Linked DNA regions of Sus scrofa: region 2 is linked to region 1. The links are chromatin contacts, called in public promoter capture Hi-C maps. All regions are on one chromosome and are shown on one strand. Each heading gives the region's core, a stretch centred on a gene start, on an enhancer-like site or on the middle of the called end of the contact. The rest is flanking DNA. Distances are from core to core; before and after follow the strand shown.

Evidence for each region. Promoter capture Hi-C pulls out the DNA fragments that hold promoters and counts their contacts.
Region 2: a contact with region 1 is called in a promoter capture Hi-C map of liver, with 5 times the contacts expected there. The contact joins the promoter of SRGAP2 here to the enhancer-like site in region 1. A contact is called at or near these places in 3 of 5 promoter capture datasets (fetal liver, fetal skeletal muscle and liver), 10 of 47 Hi-C or Micro-C datasets (alveolar macrophages, blood, epiblast stem cells and 5 more) and 2 of 2 datasets of contacts at active chromatin or transcription factors (alveolar macrophages and skeletal muscle).

Annotation. Positions count from the first base shown.
Region 1 is chr9:67,021,710-67,028,659 of Sscrofa11.1, reverse strand. SRGAP2 (SLIT-ROBO Rho GTPase-activating protein 2) reads right to left here. Exons shown (of 23, transcript XR_002335789.1): 5 at 1,151-1,213. Among named protein-coding and RNA genes, the nearest start is that of IKBKE, 98 kb to the left of the region's middle. Within about 2 kb of position 5,094, at least 52 of the 83 cell types and tissues checked have an H3K27ac peak or open chromatin away from gene starts, as enhancers often do. A contact at or near this core is called in alveolar macrophages, epiblast stem cells, fetal liver and 4 more, where this site is marked.
Region 2 is chr9:66,833,248-66,839,534 of Sscrofa11.1, reverse strand. SRGAP2 (SLIT-ROBO Rho GTPase-activating protein 2) reads right to left here and starts at 1,468. Exons shown (of 23, transcript XR_002335789.1): 1 at 1,312-1,468. FAM72A (protein FAM72A) reads left to right here. Exons shown (of 5, transcript XM_021063305.1): 1 at 1-462; 2 at 2,951-3,091; 3 at 5,427-5,504. The coding sequence starts at 3,027.

The DNA.
Region 1 (6,950 bases), core at 3,845-6,344:
GGAACCATCTATCTCCTTGGCTTCAGAGCAGAAGAGTCACAGAGTAGAAACTGCAAACAAACTGAGCATCACTAGAGACAAAGCCGATGACCACCTGACCCTATTTACTTGCTTAACCGTTGCCAGGACAAAGTGGCCACACCTAGGCTTTTGGATCAAGAACACGGAATTCTCTGATTCCAAATGCCTGTGATACTTGTCGCCACTGCCTGTCTTCCTGTGAATTAAAAAAAAAGAAAAAGGGCAGTGCATAAGCAAATAAACACAGGAAATCAATTTCACCTCCAAAACAGGATGGGGCAACCCTGGAGAGGACACAAGGCCTGGCACAGCCCAACTGGAAAAGGGGGCCCTGGAATGGCTTTAGAAGCACAATCGGAACAGTGCCTGTATGGCAGCAGGAATTTCCTCAGTGTGCGTGTGTGTTTTTAAAATTATAATTAACGCAACATGGCTGGGGGAAAAACAACCCCCTCTACCTCCCAGTGCATGAAGAAACATGCAACAGCCACAGGCATCATGTGCCTGAAGCTCCAGTCACTTTAGAACAGATTGTGTTTTCTTCTCCAAACCCAAAACCTGGCCCTTCACTGAGGCTTGGCCTTTCTAAAAGCCCAGGGAGTCAATGCAAGGCTCTCTCTGCCTGAACTGGTCCCTTATGTTAGGGGCATTTAGGATTCTGTGCTTCCCTCTAGAGCACCTGCTCTGGTTTCAAACCACTACATCAATCCAAGAACTGATGCAAATCTATGAACAACAGCGCCTTTACCACTGGGCACAAATCATTCACGGAGTGATGCACACTATGCTCCTTGCCATTAGGCTCGGGGTCCCTGGTTGGCTGCTAATGAGGGTCAGTTGTGCTGGTGATCGAGGATCTTGGCTGCTCCCTGGTGATTACGCCCCAAAGGAAGCCACCGTTAGTTTGCACAGCTGAAAAGGGATCTTATTTTGAGAAAGCATTTTTTTGGGCTCATTCCAGTTTGAAAATAAGAGGGCGAAAAAAGAGATGGGTGGAGTTGTCCCCAGTGGGGACCATGCACTGTCCTCAACCTCAGCTCAGTTCTGCTGCTGACGTGACAATGGCCATGAGCTGCCAAAGGCTGCTTCCCTCTGCTTGTCAAAGAGCCAAGCAACCCGTCCGATTTACCGAGTAGAGCTCATTCAGGACCTTCATCAGATCATCTTGGAGCTGCTGGCCGACTTCTTTGCTCTGCAAAGAAAGAGGAATGAAGGTTAACTGGGCAACAGAAGGAGGAGGGAGGGGCAACAAAGGCAAGAGCAGTGCTGGCTCCGCAAATAACACAGATGTAATTAAGGCCCATCATTGAACCCAGCAAATCAGATAACCCCTCTGATCAGATCAAACTATGGTCAGATTACTCAAAGAGTTTTAATAAAATGAAACGGGCCCCTTCTAGAGCCCAGCAAAGGCAAAATCATGCAGAGGGAAAATGGGTCAAAGCCTTTGATTTTTCAACTGGTCCCCAAAGAGCAGGCCAGAACGGCACACCCTACTTAGCAACTGTTGTTAAGTGGACAAGCTTTCTTGGATACTCGTAGTCAAGCATTCTGAGAACTGCAGAGGGAAGTAAGATGCGAAAGAGGATGAGAGAGGCATGTGTACGTAAACATCCAAGGACTTCAAAGTACCTGACTCCATAAGAATCTCCAAGCAAGGAGAAGTTATCCCTCTTACTTGCTTTATTTTTACCCCAAACTCTCAGGGCAGTGATACCTCAATCCTGATTGGTTGCTAATGTTACTCGAGTCTGATAATATATGTTACGGGGTGTCTGATTGGTTAATCTCAAGCCCTGGTGGCTCTCAGGTTCTTCACCGCTGCTTCCCAGGGCTAGCATCTAACTACATGGGAGAAGGGTAGAAACAGAGAAGAACAAGGAAGCAGGAAGGAAATAAGAGCCACGCCTTGGATACCGAGTGTTTAATGCCAAGTCCATGAGAGCAGGGCATAAAACTGATTGGCATCGCTGTGTCATTGAGAGGGGAAACCCTTGTTTTATCTTCTGCCAGATCCTTCTAGTTCTTTCCTACTAAGAATCAGATACCAGCAATGCCCTTCTAACAGAAGGTAAAATGCTACCCACTGCTATAGCTCGGCTCCCAGGCAAAGAAAGGAAGAGGTTTTGCATATCAGAAACATAACCATTTAAGGTCTTGCTTTTTTTCAAAATAAATGACTTCAGGGAGTTCTCTTTGTGGCGCAGCGGAAACAAATTCGACTAGTATCCATGAGCATGCGTGTTTGATCCCTGGCCTCGCTCACTGGGTGGGGGATCCGGCGTTGCTGTGAGCTGTGGTGTAGGTCGAGGTATGGCTTGGGTCCCACATGGCTGTGGCGTAGGTTGATAGCTGCAACTCTGATTGAACCCCTAGCCTGGCATCTTCCATATGCCTCGAGTGCCGCCCTAAAACAAACAAACAAACAAACAAACAAACAAAGATATGTGACTTTAAAATTCTTTTTTCTGATTACAAAAGGAATATGTGTTTATACCATACATCAGAAAACTGTAGGAAACCTGAAAAGACAAAAGTAACCCTTAATTCCTACCCCTAAAACATCACTACTCTAAACTTTGTTATACATTTTTCTTTTTTTTAAACTTTGTTGTACATTTTTCTAATCTCTCTATGACTTTTATGGGATTGGAATTGCATTATACACACTATAACTTTCCCCCCTCGAGGTCTATTGTGAACATTCCCCTACATGTTATTCTTCTATAATTACAATAGATTATATTGATGTACATTGATATAATGTCCAATTCTTGGACATTTACTTTGCTTACAAATTTTTATAATAAAACATGCTGTATTTAGTTACTCTGTATATAACCTATGCACAAACCTGTCATCATTTTCTCCTAGAAGTAACACTGCTGAGTCAGACTGCTAATTTATACCATTAACTGCCCTCGAGAAAAAAAAAAATGGACCCATATAAAATCCCCCCAGAAGCATATGAGAATGTTTTTTTACTTTTCTTGGGTCTGAACAGTTTGATATGGTATCCTATTTTAATTTACAGTTCTTTGACTCTAGGGAGCCCGAAACTTTTTTTTTCTCCCATGTTAACCAGTCACTTTCACTTTTCTTTTACGCTTTACCGTTTTTCTATTGAGGAATTAATTATGGAACATAACATATGTGTGACCTTTGTTGCAAGTAGATATGAATTTTTACACCTGGCCGTGTGGAGAGGGATGAAAGGAGCCCTGAATCAGCAATCACAAGACTCTTCTATTTCCAGCTCTCACACCATCAAGAAGATAACTTTGGAGGACAACCTGGGCCATTTCGCTGGACCTCTGTTTTCTTTTTTATAAAATGAAAGTCTTCGGCTTAAATATTCCCAGGGTCTTTCGCAACGTCTGCCATTCAATCATAATTCTTCGTGATCCTTCACCTGGCTTCTTGAGTCTGTATCAGACCCAAATACCACCCACTTCCATGTCTCATGGGTTGGTCTCCCTCCACAGAGCAGAAGATACTGAGCAAGTTCTGGGGACAGAGCTGCTCTACAAAATGCTGGCTGGCTTCAGGAGTCCCTTGCCGGTCTTAAATTTACTCTTCCCAAATGACTCTCATGCAATGCCGTCAACCACTAGAAGAAACCACAAGAGCAAAGGCCTCTCATGCAGGACCTCATATTCCCATGATGAGGAGAGCTGAGCTCCACTAAAGCAGCAGAGGTCAGAGGAGGTGAGGTGAAGGGAAACGACACACCCACCAGCTCCAGAGTCAGCACCGAGGCCAGAAAGTGGCCGTGAGCAACATTTCCAAATGCCCTGCCCTCCTGCCTCCAGGCCAGCGCCCCCTGCCAGCCTCCCTTACACCTCCCTGTGTTTAAATGGCAGAGGTTACAGGAGGAAGCTCCCATCCCTCTACCCTGCTGCTTAGCCCCGATTGCAATAACCTTAGCCCCAGAGGAGGTGGGAAGAGGAGCGGGAGAAAAAGCATAACCAATAAAACAGCAATGAAGCCCAGGCAGGTGTTTCCTTTCGAGGACTGATTTGTTGGAAAAGGACCGACTCAACTATTATCCCTGTTTATTTGAACAGGCTGCAGAAGTGATTCTGACTTATTCTCCCTCTGGCTAAGGGCTGGGCTGGGAACTCACGTGTTGCTAGCCTGGTCACAGTTATGCTAAAGCCCCCAGCGTTTGTGCAATTCTGACTCTGAGAAGAGAGGCAGGCAATGGTCTGTACCTCTCCTTTCCTAGAGGATAAAAGGTCACCGTTCTCTATTTCAGAAACCTTGACTGTGTGCCTCTGGGGGTGAGGGTGGCCCCAGTGACCCCAAAAACGGCTTCCGCACTGCTGTGGAGCAGTTGTCAAAGCTGGGAAGCTACAAGGGAGCTCCACCCAAAGACAAGGGGGACGTTTATGCCTGGGAACAACAGGACCTGAAGGGGCCGAGTCCATGACAATGCAGACTCTGGAGCCTTTCCGCTTCCTATAAAAAACAGCAAGGGGTCTCTCGGCAGGGAAGAGAAAGAGAATTTACAGAGCAGTCTTGATGCATATCACACAGCCTGCATCTCTTTTCTTTAAAATTTCTTGGAAGAGAATGAGTCATCTAAACATCGCAGGAAACCAAAAAGAAGTCGAGGGAAAAAATTACTTTGGGCAAAGTTTTGCTCTTAAATGTCTGCATAGTAATCTTTGCCTGGAAAAAAAAAAAAAAAAGATGCCTAAATTTAGACCAGAGATGTGGCACAGTTAAACAATGCTGGTTCTCTGAGAGAGGAAGTGCCATGGGGTGCGCAGGCAGGAGCTTTTATTTTGAAACTCACCACAACCATTTGGCCAGTGAGTTTCTGGGGGGGCTGGGTGGGGGGCACTCTGCCTGCTGCCGGGGCGGGGCTGATCGGAAGGCAGTGAGATTGCAACAGCTCCTGCCAGCTGTGTGCTTATTTACCAAAGGGGCAGGGAACCCTCCTTTTCCAACAGATAACAGCAATGGACGACAGAACCGAAACACACAGCCTCCTTTCCCCAAGACCGTCACATTCCGGAACCTCCTCACTCCCAGAAAGGATAGAGCAGCAGAAATATAAGGAAACGTGAGGTTCCGTGGCCTGAGCAGGATGTCGGGACACGAGGCTGGTCACTCATCTTTGGAGCGAGACGTAGCCTGAGCTTGGATGGGTTTGTCTATTAGCTTTTCCCAAAGAACACCGCTAATGAAGACATTTTTAACTCTCATCAGAGATTACCTACTAAATGATACTCTAGGTACTTGGCTCAGCATGCGTGTGCTTTCCGAGTTAGGGAGAAGGGGCTGTTTAATGGCCATCTATACTACAGAGCTGTATTATTTGACAGGCACAGAATTACCCCTTATTTGTATTAGAAAAAAGGGGGGGGAGGCCTGTCTCTGCTGTGTGGTGAGAGCTCATTTCAGCCCTGTCCCAAGGCTGAGCCTGTCAGCAGGTAGAAACAGTAGGGTCATTTAGTTCTCTGCCGATTAGCCTGTGTCAGCAGTTTTCTAAAAAAGAATCCAATTTTCAAGGGCATATATCTCTCTCTGCCAGCGCCCCACCCCCTCCCTACCCCAAAGGCACTTCTGAGGGCAACTGTTAAGAAAGAAAACCTAGTTTCAAATCGGATTTACATTTACAGATTTCAGGGGAAAGAGAGGTGAACGCTATACAAGGCTCTGGCAGCAGCAGAAGTGTCACCAGATGTAGAGTGACAGTGTCAGAGGCATTGGATCACCACTTCAAAGAGGCCAAGTTTGAAGAGCTGGAGCTTTGCCTGAAGTGCTTTTGGTGGGCAGGACGAGGCTAAAAGGAGTGGCTGTCTGGCACCAGGGTCAGTGCTTGGTGACAATGGGCACTGTGTCTGGCCCCTCCCCAACCCAACTCAGCCCATCCAAACAGGTGGTGCAGGATGCGGCTGCAGGGGTACAGGGGGTGTGATCATGCGCGTCAAAACTCAGGAGGGACTTCTAGATTCCTCTGGGGCCAAGCTACTTCTATCTATGCAAGGGGACTCTTTCTATACCGCTTTCACTCAAAAATCCCCATGATGTGAGTTTCCTGGTGGCTTAGTGGGTTAAGGATCCAGCATTGTCACTGCTGTGGCTCTGGTTACTGCTGTGGCATAGGTTCAATCGATCCCTGGCCCAGGAACTTCTGCATGCTGCAGGTATGGCCAAAAAAACGAAAAAAAAGAAAAAAATAAAGGATAGCGTATGATGGCTCTAGCAGGCCTGTGCTCTAGTTATATACTCTGAGGAGCCCACGGGAGCATAAAATACAAATACACTGAATTGCAAGACTTTTATAGAAAGGCAGGCTGGGAGCTGCCTCAAGAGGGACATTTGAAGTGCTTTTACCTTCTGAAGATAAGGCAGAATAGGATTTAAAAAAAAAAATACACTTCAGGAGTTCCCATCGTGGCACAGTGGTTAATGAATCCGACTAGGAACCATGAGGATGTGGATTCGATCCCTGGCCTTGCTCAGTGGGTTAAGGATCCGGCGTTTCCGTGAGCTGTGGTGTAGGTTGCAGACGCCGCTTGGATCTGGAGTTGCTGTGGCTGTGGCGTAGGCTGGCAGCTGTAGCTCGGAGTGGACCCCTAGCCTGAGAACCTCCACATGCTGCAGGTGTGGCCCTAAAAAGACAAAAGAAAAAAAACCCACACTTTTGAAATTTCAATCCAATGTAATATCTGTGTCTACAGTAAAAGTACTTTTTGTTTACACTGTATTCTGATGTTTCCTATTCTTGTCTCCTCCATTTAGTCATAATTCACTAAATTCCTTTTACAACTCATCAATAATGAGTCATTATACACAGGCCTAAAAAGACTGGGCACACTGTAATTGCGGAATTACTAAAGAAAAGAGTTGGTTACTGACTGAAGCCCACCAACCAAGACACGTGTTAAGTAACGTGGCCTTTAAGGTGGCTGATG
Region 2 (6,287 bases), core at 219-2,718, 190 kb after region 1:
TCTCAGTTGTTTTGTTTTTGGTTACTAGCTTCTCTTGGCAGCAAAATGTTGCAGGGGGGGGCGGGGGGGGTAGATCTGCAGGAAAAAGCCTGCTCGGCACGGGACACATCCAGGAAAACAATGTGGTCGGCAGAAGCAGGAAACTGGTTAGAGGCGAGGGTCGGAGTCGGGAAAACCGGGAAGGCGGGGGTGGGGGACGGGGGGACGGAAGGCAGCCGCCGCCTGTCCCAAGTCAGGGACAAGAGTGACTCTAAATGCCACCCCTAATTGGTCACCCAAGCCCAGAGATCTCAGATACCGCACCCAATCCCAGGCTGGGGGTTAGGGCAAGGCCAGTGAGGGCAGCAGTCCCGACTCCTCGCACCAGGAGGTGCCCTAGGAGATTCCGCTTCGACCCAGGCCCAGGAGGCGGGAGAGAAGAGGGCGGAGTGTAGTGCCGGGAGTCTCGCTACAAGACGCGCTGTAAGCGGCGACTCTCCCTCCTGGGCCGCCCGGTTCCCTTTCCGCGCCGGGAGTCTCCCACTTCCCCCGCCTGAAGAAAGGGCCGCACTGAGGGAGGAAGGGAGAGCAGAAGCGGCGTGGTGATTCAGGCCGGCAGGAAGAGAGGAGGGGGGTGAGAGGTGGGGTCCTAAGACTGCACGGGAGCCAGGGATAACTGGAGCTTCTGCACGCGCTTGATAGGCGGGGAGAGGGCAAAGGGAGGATAACCCTGGGGCTGGGGGGGAAGTTAGGAGACTATTGTGGGCCGCGATGCTACACGCAGCGCTAGGATGTTAACAACTTTGCGGTTCCAGATATGTCTGGGAACTGGAGCGCGTAAAGAGGAGCCATTCAGGTCCGGCTGGGGGCTCGGGCAGGGGAAGAGCCCCGGAAGCAGTGCGGAACACCCATCCTTCTAGGTCCAGGGCTGTAACTGGGCTGTCTGCCGGGGCTTGGAGACAGAGTAAGAGGGCAGCTGATGGCTGCAAGTGATGCCACCGACGGTTGCCAAAAGGTGGACCGAGGCTGCCCATGTGCAGGACTTGGGGAGGGGGCTGGGTGCGGACTGCGCGGCTGCATGTGAGCCAACGCAGAGTCCTAGGCAGTATGGTGATAGGCGGAGATGCAGTCCTGAGTAGTATTATGGGCTGCACTGGGAGACTGGGAGTAGGTCATGGGGGGAGGGGGTCTGAGATATTCCAAGCGACAATGTTAAAGCGTTGCCGAAAGCAGCATCCGCGCCCTCTCCTTCCCGCCCCTGCCCGGGTTTGTTCAGTCAGGGCTCCAGCTCCGCGGCCGGGAAGAAAAAGGGGAGAGGGAAGGAGCCTTTACCTGGCTCTGACGCGACGGGTCCCAGGCCCCCGGCTCCGCTTCCCACACAGAGTTCTCCTCCCCTCTTCCCCGCCACCCGCTTCTACGCAGATCGGTCCCCTAGTCCCCGGAGGAGCCTCCGCCAACTCCGCAGGACCCCGCCGGGAAGCAGAGCCCACCCCCTTGCCAATCACCACCCGTTTTCTATCGACCGATGGGGCTCTTAGCCAATAGAAATAGCTGATCCCGAGAGGCCTGGAATGAGGAGGAGGAGCTGGCGAAACTTGGGGGTGTGACTAGCACTACCGAGGCGTGGTCACAGAGTAAGCTCCTCCCAGGGTGGCCGAACCCCAAAGTAGAACTGATGGGCGGGATTAAAATGGAACCCACAGCCAAACACATACTCCTGAGAGAAGGCACGACCAATTGGACCGGGGTAGAGAGGAGGGGCGTTGCGGAGAGTTTTAGCCAATAGAGAGTAGAGACCGGCGGGAACCTTTAGAATGTCTTCCAGTAAAAAGCGCGAAGGGCGTGCCTTGCTTCTCTCACTGAGGCGGGAGTAGGTCTTGCCCCAACCTCCCAGGGCTGACCAATGGGATCGGGGGCGTGGCCAAGATCCGCCAACCAGAAAGCCGAGTGGATCAAGGCACCGTTACTGGGGCGTGGCGTACGGTTTCTTAGCCACTAAGATCTCGCCAGGGGCAGGCTCCCAAGCCTTCCAATGCGGGACGTGGGCAAACTCTAGTTCTCCCAATCGGTGCGCGACGCTGGCAATTCAAACTGACAGCCTGTTGGAAAGGCAGAGAGAGCGGAAGAGGGAGCAAAAAACGACCTGTTCGGTAGCAGAGACCTCAATCGGTGGCAGAGACCTCAACGCCGTCTGAGCCCCCAAAGCGACCTCTGTCCCGCCCCACCCATACCACCGCGCGCTCTGGAGCGGCCGTTCGGGAGAGACTTGAGGGGACTGCGGGGGGCACGAGGGAGAGCCGAGGGGAGAGAGACGCGAGAGGAACCGCGCGAGAGCCCGCACGCTAAGGGCTGGGGGCTGCGGGGAGAGAAGTGAAGCGGTGGGCCCGCGAACGAGCAGAACAGAGGAGGGTCGCGGGAGGCCTAAGAAGCACCCAGGATCCTTCCAGTGGGAAAGCTGAGGAGATTTCTGAATTCTGGGGAGAGGAGAAAGATTTCCAAAGAGGAGGCGTGGGTAGGAAAGCTTAGCCTGCGATCCCAGAGAGAGGAATTGGAGCTCTCCGTGGGAGGGGCTTAAGAGGGAAGGTTTAGATAAAACACGGGAGAAGCTGAGGGAATTGCCAAAGGGGCGGGAGTTAAAGGGTAAAGGATCCTTCTAGACTGGAGTAAGGGAATATTGCAGAAAAGTTCCCGAGGCAGCTTGCCTTTTGTCTCCTCTCCACTCCCTTGCCCGAAAGTTGAAGAGAAAGTCAAAGTTGCTATTTCTCCCGTCCCTGTTCAGTAAATATTACTTATACCCTCCCACGGGAAAATCGAAAAGGAACTCATTCCCTTCTCGATTTTAGGGCCTAGAAAAGCTCGAGGCCTCGCAATTTGATTTTTAACCTGGGGCATCAAACTAGGAAAGGAATAGCTCTTGTTTCCACTTTGAAAATCCCACATCTCATCCTTCCCCGGACGCCATGTCTACCAGCTGTTGTAGTTTCAAGGACCGCCGCGTGTCCATCCTGTGTTGCAAATTCTGTAAACAAGTGCTCAGCTATAGAGGAATGAAGGCTGTTTTGCTGGGCGACACTGAAATAGACCTTTTCTCTACAGACATCCCTCCTACCAAGTAAGTCATGCTATTGGCGGGCAACAGTAGCCTTTAACTAAGTGGGAAAAGTGTTTGGCTTGGACTTCTGGGAGTCAACAAAGGAGGTTATCATTTTGGTGTTCCAGCCACTCCCAACAGTCTGATGATCCCCTGGGAGTGTAACTAAGGGGGCAGACTGTCTGGACGAAGTCTGTGGTTTAGCCAGAGTGGTCAGTCCTGATGTAATGTGCTAGCTCACTTATAGTCATGTGATCTCTCAAGTTGGATCCCTGGCAGCTGTGTGCTGCCTAACCATCCTCTCACTGGATCAAGTCCACAATCCAGATTCTAGGTAATTTAGGCAAGATTTTCTGTACTGTTGGTGAGAGAGGTCATTTGAGTTTTTCATTTTTATCCTTGAAGTTTTACACCAAAAAACTTTCCCTAGCTTTCTACCATTATTTGCAATTGGCATGTCAAATCAGATCAATTGTCCATCTAATTCAGTATTCTTTCCTGCTCTCCCTCTGTCTCTCTGAGTGAGAAAGACTTGTGTTGATTTTCATGGGATGAAATAGAGACTTAGCCTTAAAATGATCCTTGGCTCCCATAAAGCCTATTTGAGACATTATGTATTTGTTTGCATACTTAAATCCTTTTTAAATTCTGTTTTCAGTCACTACTTATTATTGGGTAGTCCTTAAGAATTAGCTTTTTATTTGAAAAGGCCATTTTATTTGCTTTAAATATACCTTTTTTCTAGTTCTAAAACATACTTTCTCTTTCTATAGTCGACTTATATGTGCCCTTACATGACTTTAAAGATTATGCTCTTTATTGAAACTTTATCATTAAAGCAAAAAAGTAATTATCAAAAATATACCTGGACAGCTATTCTTTGGACACAGAGCCAGAGGAGTCAGGCTAATAATCAGAATACTTTCAAATGGATTTTATGATCACGATAGACACTTTAAATTTTTTTAAATATACTCAAAGCTGTGGACTCTTCCTTGAAATCCTATCTACATTGGTTTAAATGTGGTCATGCCTAATGACAAAGCCAAAGGCCCTCATTTACTGCAAAGATAAATGGGTTATTATTTCAAGTACCTCTGTGAGTATGTATGTGTTATAAGAAGAAGAAGCAGTAGACAATAAATCTAGAAACTACTCTTGCCAAGTTTCTATGATTTAAATTATCTAGCGCCTTTTCTTTTTAGTAGCACATACAGAAACAAAAATTTTAAATATTAACCCATTAGTCTTTGTAATACCTGTGGAAAGTTTAAGATAGTCACAAGGAGGGCTCAGATATGTGACTTGTTAAAGGTTAGGCCAGATCTGGAATATAATCAGGTCTTTTCCCTTGTCTACTCCTCCTTATAATGGTTACAGTGGTGATGGATTAATGCGCTAACATGGATGTGAGTCAATGAACACACAAGATTTTTTACATGGAAGGTTTGTTTGTCATTTATAATGAGCTCACAAATATTAACTCTTAACAAAATATACTATAGTTCTCTTAGAGTCTCTTTTGGCTCTTTGGGTTTACAAAATTCATGTAAATCACAATCAAAAGTACTTTTTGTATCAAGGGTTCGGAAAAATCGGAACCCTTGTGCACTGTTGGTGGGAATATAAAATGGTGCCACTTTAATGGAAAATAAATGGCATATTCATAATAACCAAGAGGCAGAAACAGCCCAAATGTCCATCAGCAGATGAATTCATAAACAAAATGTGGTTTATGCATACATTGATACATTATTCAGCCTTAGGAAGGATGTCCTGCCTGTCACATGCCACAACATGGATGGACCTTGAGGACATTATGCTAAGTGAAATAAGTCACTAAAAGACAAAAGCTATGTGATTCTCCTCATCTGTGGTATCTAAAGTAGTCAGATTCATAGAAACAGAAAGTAGAATGGTGGTTGAGGGTCAGGGGAAGAGGGAAATGGAGAGTTGTTATTTAATGGGTACAGAGTTTCAGTTTTGCTAAATGAAAATGGCCTGGAGATTCATTGCACAAAAATGTGAACACACCTAACACTTATGAACTTGTCCACTTAAAAAATGGTGGAGTTCTTGTAGTGATTCAGCAGTAACAAACCTAGCTAATAGCCATGATCCCTGGCCTCTCTTAGTGGGTTTTGGAACCGGAGTTGCTGTGTGCTGTGGTGTAGGTCACAGACACAGCTTGGGATCAACGCCTAGCCTGGGAACTTGCGTATGCCACAGGTGTGGCCCTAAAAAGCAAATTAATATATATATTTTTTAAATGGTTAACTTACTATATTTTGTATTTTTTTTTTTACAACATGTTTTTTATGTACATTTGACTATCTCTACACTTTTCCCTCTCCAGTGCAGTGGACTTCATTGGAAGATGCTATTTCACTGAAATCTGCAAATGTAAACTGAAGGACATCGCATGTTTAAAATGGTAATTTGTGGCAATATTCCAAATAGCTCTGGGTTTAGGAGATGGATGTTGACACCAAAGCACAGAGTTCAGTGGACTGCATCGAGCACTGGTTATCACCCATGCGATGAGCCGTTGAAAAACCATTTGTTACACAGAACTGTTTTTTAAAAGGGTCTCGTGGCGCTTTACATGTGTATATGATTTTACAGTTTCTCAAAGTGCATTAACAAATATCTGCTTTAACTTTCAGAAACAAGCAGTGTAGTTTTGGGGGGAGAAAGAACACTTGGATTTGTAGTCATAAAAATCAGGTTTGAGCCTTGGCCCTACCTTTATTCTCTATGTTAGCTTGAGTAAACGCCTTAAACCTCTAAGCCTCTGAACCTGTTTCTATCCTAAGACTATAGTTGTCATCTTAAGATAGAAATTAAAATATCTTTTGTGTTTACTTTGTAGGGTTGTTAAAGATCAAGTAAATTATGAAGGTTAAAAGGCTTGATAGGAATTCCCACTGTGGTGCCCAAAGGGATTGGTAGTGCCCCTGCACCACCAGGACGCAGATTTGATCTCCAAGCCTGGCACAGTGGGTTAAAGGATCCTGCTGCAACTACAGCTTGGATCTGATCCCTGGCTGGCGAACTCCATATGCCGTGGAGGTGGCCAAAAAAGGGGGTAAAAAAAGTTTAATAAACTATAAATTATAACACAGATGACAGACTTGAGTGTTATTAGCCCTTTTTAAGAGAAAGAAAAAATTGAGATTTCCTATTTAAATGGAGTTTGGATTATAAATTATAATCC